Regions from separate parts of the Mus musculus genome. Here region 2 is linked to region 1. A link is a contact called in public Hi-C data. All regions are on one chromosome and are shown on one strand. Each heading gives the region's core, a stretch centred on a gene start, on an enhancer-like site or on the middle of the called end of the contact. The rest is flanking DNA. Distances are from core to core; before and after follow the strand shown.

Evidence for each region. Hi-C and Micro-C count contacts between places; a contact is called where the count stands out from the background.
Region 2: a contact with region 1 is called in a Hi-C map of bone marrow-derived macrophages, with 20 read pairs. The contact joins the promoter of Pcgf6 here to the enhancer-like site in region 1. A contact is called at or near these places in 3 of 39 promoter capture datasets (cranial neural crest, neural stem cells and second pharyngeal arch cranial neural crest), 22 of 484 Hi-C or Micro-C datasets (B cells, the C2C12 cell line, the G1E-ER4 cell line and 17 more), 9 of 115 datasets of contacts at active chromatin or transcription factors (the HPC-7 cell line, bone marrow-derived macrophages, effector CD8 T cells and 5 more) and 3 of 9 other capture datasets (adipose tissue, liver and pancreatic islet).

What each region holds. Positions count from the first base shown.
Region 1 is chr19:46,739,328-46,742,609 of GRCm38.p6, forward strand. It overlaps As3mt (arsenite methyltransferase), which reads left to right. Exons shown (of 11, transcript NM_020577.3): 11 at 1,134-1,768. The coding sequence ends at 1,241. Among named protein-coding and RNA genes, the nearest start is that of Cnnm2, 21 kb to the right of the region's middle. Within about 2 kb of position 1,469, at least 8 of the 459 cell types and tissues checked have an H3K27ac peak or open chromatin away from gene starts, as enhancers often do. A contact at or near this core is called in bone marrow-derived macrophages, where this site is marked.
Region 2 is chr19:47,048,996-47,052,243 of GRCm38.p6, forward strand. It overlaps Pcgf6 (polycomb group ring finger 6), which reads right to left and starts at 1,911. Exons shown (of 10, transcript NM_027654.3): 1 at 1,456-1,911; 2 at 1-94. The coding sequence starts at 1,824.

The sequences.
Region 1 (3,282 bases), core at 219-2,718:
AGGCCCTGGGTTTGGTCCTCAGCTCTGGGGGAAAAAAAAAAAAAAGGAGAAGTGAAGACGGCTGTCCCCCCTGAGCGAATGCACTCTGCACTCCACGGTCAGGGTGACTGGAGATGGCCATCTCTAATCTGGACATCAGCAGACTTAGCATTCCTGCCTCGTGCACAGAGTTCTGGAGGACAGGGCATAGATAGCATTTCAGGATTTCCGTTCCAAGGGTAAAAGGCGCTTGCTCATGAGGATCTCATCTCATGGAATCTCATGGAATCAATTGGGGGAAATCAGCTTCCCTGGCCCAGCAGAGACTACTTTTAAGCAGGCTATGGTAGCTTCAGCACTTAAGAAACTGAGGCAGGAGGATCACCAAGAGTTCCAGGCCGACCTAGGTTTCAGTGTAAGACAATCTCAGAACAACAATAAAAGTCGCTTTTGGGGTGGAGTTCTAGTTCAGCTGGTAAAGTTCTCGTCTGCGTGCACAGAGCCTGGGTTCAGTCCCCAGCACAGCATGAATTGGGGTGTGTGGGGTGTGTGTGTGTATGTGTATATACCCTCAACATTCTCTTAGTATCATTGTGAGTTGGAAGCCAGCCTGGGCTACATGGAACTCTGTCTCAAAAGAAACAAAAACAACAACAACAAACCCAAAAATTAATCCTCCCTTTCTTGAACAAAGTAAAGGTTACCCTGGAAGAGTGACTGATAATCTAATTAGAGCTTCCAGAACATAGAGTCATCTTTTGTTCCTTAACTTGTAGCCCAGGCTGGCCTCCAACTCACTATTCAATCAAAGATGATCTTAAGTCCAGATCCTTCTGCCTCCACTTCTACATTGCTGAGGTAGGGGACAGATTTATGTACCACAAGGCTTATCTTAAAAGGTTATTTGTATTCTAGAGTGGCAGTGCTCCCGCAAGGGTGGCAGTGCTCCTCCAAGGGTGACAGTGCTCCCAAAAGGGTGGCAGTGCTCCTCCAAGGGTGACAGTGCTCCCAAAAGGATGGCAGTGCTCCTCCAAGGGTGGACAGGGTTAACATTTTCTCTTTCCTTGATAAATCAGCCCACATCAAACAGAAATATCAATGTTGGGGTGCTTCAGTGCCCCTCTGTATGCTCATTCTGCTTTGTCTTTTGACAGGTTCTAATCAGAGATCCATTCAAGCTTGCAGAGGACTCTGACAAGATGAAGCCCAGACATGCACCTGAAGGCACGGGAGGCTGCTGTGGCAAGAGGAAAAACTGCTAGATCTACAGCCAGCGCGGAGCCCACCGGGCTCAAGAGGGTGGCTAAAGGACAGTCACAGAGGCTTCTTAGCCTGCTCTTCGCCAGTGCACAGATTATGTGAAGGTGGCAAAGCCACCACAAGCTAGACCACTGCTAAGAATAAGAGTGACTTTTAGAGGATGTTAATTGAAGGTTCACAGCAAATCGCCTGCTTTTCTATTTCTCTATCTCAGAGTTCTGGTGCCACCTAGTGGTCAGAAGTAGAACTTGGAAGCCCAAGGTTTACTCAAAGGGCCAAAGGCATCATCAACGTTGTGAGAATTATCTTCCTTCTGGCCTACCACAGGACACCTCTGGGTTCTTCTCTGTGGTTACCAGGAAGCACAGTACTTACTAAATTTATGCTAACCATGACAAAAGATTGTCAACTCAAATTTGCTAGGAGTATTCTTTAGGTTGCTGTCTGCAATTTTTTTCTCTGTAACTGAATGAAAAAGAAAACAAATAAAAAATAAATTTGACTTCAGTTCACCTTGATAATTGATACCACAATGGATGTCTGTAGTTTGTCTTTTTAAAAATATTTTATGCCGGGCATGGTGGCACACGCCTTTAATCCCAGCACTTGGGAGGCAGAGGCAGGCGGATCTTTGAGTTCGAGGCCAGCCTGATCTACAGAGTGAGTTCCAGGACAGCCAGGGCTATACAGAGAAACCCTGTCTCAAAAAACCAAAAAAAAAAAAAAAAAAAATATATATATATATATATATATATATTCTGTTTTCACACACACCAGAAGAGGGAATCAGATCCCATGGGTCATAACACAATAACACAGGGATTTGAACACAGGACCTCTTGAAGAGCAGTCAGTTCTCTTAACTGCTGAGTCATCTCTCCAGCCCCCCCCCCCCCCCCCGTCATCTGTCTTAAGTGATGTTTTTGAAAAAAGGAAAGCTAAGAGATCCAAACAGGATTTCTCTCCCCTTGTAAGGTGCTCTCATTAAACCTTTAGGGAAATGCTGGGTTTGCTTCTAGGGCCCATATTAAAGAAGTTATGAGGATTAAAGGAAGAATCAATGACGGGACACAGGTCCTTATCAGGATCTGATAAATCAGACGTAAACCCTGGGGCCAGGGCACAGTCCAGCTGGTAGAATACTTGCCTGGTAGTCTAGGCAGGAAGCTCTGCGTTTGCTCTCCAGTACCAGGCGAAACCAGGAGAGGCAGCACAACCTAAGGCCCCAGCACTCGGAGGTAGAGCTGGGAGGACCAGAAGCACAGGTCCTCCCTCCCCAGCTCCACAGAGAGTGTGAGCCAGCCTGGGGTATGTGAGACCTGGCCTCAAAAACGAGCAAGGAACAGCCTTCAACAACAGAAGCTTTGGTGAGAAAATCTTGGTCATTCTGAGATCCCAGCAAAGGAGAATTTGGGCACTAGAGGAAGAGGTGAGGTTAGCATGGCCTCAGAGGTGTTTAATTAGGGAGTCTGAGGATGCTTAGGCCCATAGAACACTGGGGTGAGTTCTAAGGGCAGATTCATCTTTTTCAAAAGAGATATGTTCCCAATGGGACATTCCAGAATTCTGAGTGCCCTCATACTGACTTTGACAGACAGTTTTGTCCCGCCCTCTTTGTCTCAGGAACCCTGATTCAACTCAGGCTGCTGGCTCTAAAGTCCCTTATGTGCCCAGCTACAATTGACTGCAGTGTGAGACTGGCGAGGTCGAGCACACTGCAGACTCCCTGAGCGCAGGATGGCCCTTTCAGAGGGATGCAATAAAGAGGAAAGGTGACCCAGCCATTCTGTTGACTAGACTTGTCGGTCACTTCTTTCTTTTTCACGTAAATGAACACGTATGTTGCAGGCTAGGGATGTCTAAAGTGACATCTGCTCCTGTGGTTGTGAGCCATGTGATGTGGGTACCTAGACCCAAACTCAGATCCTTCGCAAGTGCAGCAAGCACTCTCATGTATGTATGTATGTAAGTATGTATGTATGTAAGTATGTATGTATGTTCGTATGCATATGCAACACACTTGGGTTTTTTTTTTTTTTTGGT
Region 2 (3,248 bases), core at 661-3,160, 310 kb after region 1:
GAAGACACTCTGTAATGGTGGTTGCATCTATCAGGTAACCTTTGCAAATCGAACACAGGATGTAGGGGGTCAGCTCGACAAGGTTTATCAGGCGCTGTAAGTGCAACAGTAACCATTTTAGGATACAAGCCTTTCCCTTCTCAAATTCAGAAGCTAGCTGCAAGTAGGAAGTCTAATGCCTATATTCCAACTTACACAAGTCAGCTGTGACATCTGAGCCCAAGAGTGTTGGTAGGGTCTGGACTCCACCCCCACAGTTACTTGGCAACAGCCAGGTATGCTCCTCCCCACAGTTACCTGGCAACAGCTAGGTAGGTTTGGCCCACTATAAAAGGGACTGCTTGCCCCCTCCTCTTACTCCTGCTTCTCTCCCTTGCCTCTTCCCTCCCTTGCTCCATCTCTCTCCCCATTCCCTTCCCGCCCTCTCTACACGTGGTCATGGCCCTCCTCCACTTCTCTACTCTGTCTCTCTCTCTCTGCCTCTACTACCCTCTTAACTTCCCTCCCCATGCCCTGAATAAACTCTATTCTATACTATATCGTCGTGTGGCTGGTCCCTCAGGGGTAAGGGATGCCTTGGCATGGGCCCGCTGGGGCACCCCCTTCCCCCACACCTCGCCACACCCCCATAGAACATATATTAATACCCCTTTATCTTTTTAAAATCACAACATCAAACCCAGTCCAAAGCCAACACTACAAGGTCTCATTTCAAAACAAGTTAAGCCATGATCCCAAGATTTCATTATAAGCAGTGTAACTTAATTGCACTCCAACCCTTCAAAATATCCAATCTAAAGAAAACACTGTATCTAAGCGGTCCCAGTTCTCTGACATATAGGAAACTAACAGTGAAAGGCACCTGTTCTTTTGTTGGTTTACAAAAAGCCCTTAAACCTGCCTGGTCTCCCCACATTACCAAGGATGACTTTGAACTTGCTGCCTCTGCCTCACGAATGTTGGTAGTAACAAGTGTCTACTACCACATCCAGTGTAGACAGTGCTGTGACTCGAACTCCGAGCGTCCTGCAGGGCAGAGATACACTGTATCAACTGGCCTACACCCTATCCCCGGGATGCCTTTCTTCACACATTTGTTATTTATTTTTAATGGGGGAGGGGTCCCAAACCCTCTCAACATCCTGCAGAAAAAAAAGAGTACACCTGCCAGTAGCCTTAGACATCTAACTCCCTCCACGTTACGCAAAGACTTTTACAGAATGTAAAAAAAACAAAAACAAAAACAAACAAAAAAACGGGACCCAGAGTGCCCTAAATGATCTGCAAGGACTCCACAAAATAAATGAAGCCGGAGAGAGGCCACGCCTGGGTGGGCGGGGATGGAGCGCTACACAAGCGCCGCGAGCTCCAGCGACAACGGCAACCACAGGTCTGCGCCCCGCTGGGTCCCAGAGGCCGCTCGAGCGCAGCCAGGTCTGGCAGGGTCGTCGATACCTCCTCCTCGTCCTCGGAGTCTGCCCGTCCGGACTCCAGACGCAGAGAGAAGTGGCTCATCTCTTCCTCCTCCTCTTCTTCCTCCTCCATCTCCTCCTCCTCTTCCAACTCTTCATCGTAGTCCTCGAAGCGGCCTCTCAAGCGGCCCAGGCTGCGCTCGGGCTCCAACGCCGGGGGCCGAGAGCGAGAGCAGCCGGCAGCGCCCGCCTGGCCCAGGGACGCCGGGCCCTCCTCGCCGGCCGCGGGTGCCGGGATGAGGGCGGGCGGAGAGATGGGAGGCGGAGGCGGTGGCGGTGGCGGCATGGCTGAGGCTCGCTTGGCCTCAGAGGCGCGCTTGTTTTCCGTGGCGTCCGTCTCAGCCTCGTCCATGGCGGGGATCAGAAATCTGGCGAGTTGAGAGCGAGGCAAGGCGAGTCGGACGGCTAGCGCGCGAGTTGAGCACGAGCCCCCTTTCGTACCAGTGCGCAGGCGCCGGCGCTCCGCAGAGGCCGCTGGGAAGTGTGGTTCACCTAGGCTACCTAGGTGAGGCGGAGCTGCTCAGGTTGGGGCGGGGCGTGTGGGCCACGCCTTGAAGGAAGCTCACCGGTTTTCGCGGTCGAAGCCTGCAGTGTGCTGTTCAGGAGAGTCTAAAATGCTACAGTTTCAGTATTTTACTTGCACCAGTTTATTCATGGAACATTGAACTCTAGATGCCATGTGTTCTTGAATTAGGAGTGATGGTTTCATTTTGAGGACTAATTGTGGTTTTCCGTCCATGGTTAATGGCATCTATCTACTTAGTAAGACCTTGTCTCACCAAACAAACAAACAAAAACCCTAAGCTGGCTCAGCAGGTAAAAAATTTGCCTCCAAGTGTGACGACCTGAGTTCAATACCCATGTTAGAGGGAGAGAACTGATTCGCGAAATGATTTCTGAGAAATGAGGGGGAAAAGTTAGAGGACAGCTTTGATAAGAATAACCACATAAGCCAAGTATGGTTACCTACTTATTAATTTCAGCCTTGAGTAGGCAGAATGTTAGAGCCAAGGAATTTGAGACCCACCTGGGCAGCACTCCAACACCCCTGTCTCCAAAAGGAAGAGAAAAGTTCCAGACCTTACCCACTGAAGGGTGTCTTTGGACTTTTGAACACTATTGAGACAGTTAAACGTGGAGGTGTCTTGAGCTGGAAAGATGGCTCCAGCTGTTAAGAGCACTTCGATGCTCGTGCAGAGAGGCCCTTTAAGAAGAACCCCTCTTCCAAGCACCCAAATGGCTGTTCACAACCATCTAGTTCCAGATGCTGTCTTTTGTCCTCTCTGGGCACCAGGGATGCAAATGGTGAACATACATATATGCAAGCAAAACATGCTACACATAAAAATGAAAAATAAATAAAATATAGTTTTCAATTGGAGCCAAGTGGTAAAGGAACCTTTAATCCCAGCACTGAGGCAGAAACGGGCAAATCTCTTGAGTCCTAGGCCAGTCTACAGAGTGAGTTCCAGGATAGCCAGAGCATAACAGAGAAACACTGTCTAAAACAAACAAACAAACAAACAAACCCAGGGCTGGCTGGAAAGATGGCTCAGCAGTTAAGAGCACTGACTGCTCTTCCAGAGGGCATGAGTTCAAATCCTAGCAACCACATGGTGGTTCACAACCATCTGTAATGGGATCCTAAGCCCTCTTCGGGTGTGTCTGAAGACAGCTACTGTGTATATAAAGTAAATAAATCTTTAAAAAAGGCCGGGCGTGGTGACACATGCCTTTAATCCCAGCACTCAGGAGGCATAGGCAGGCTGATTTCTG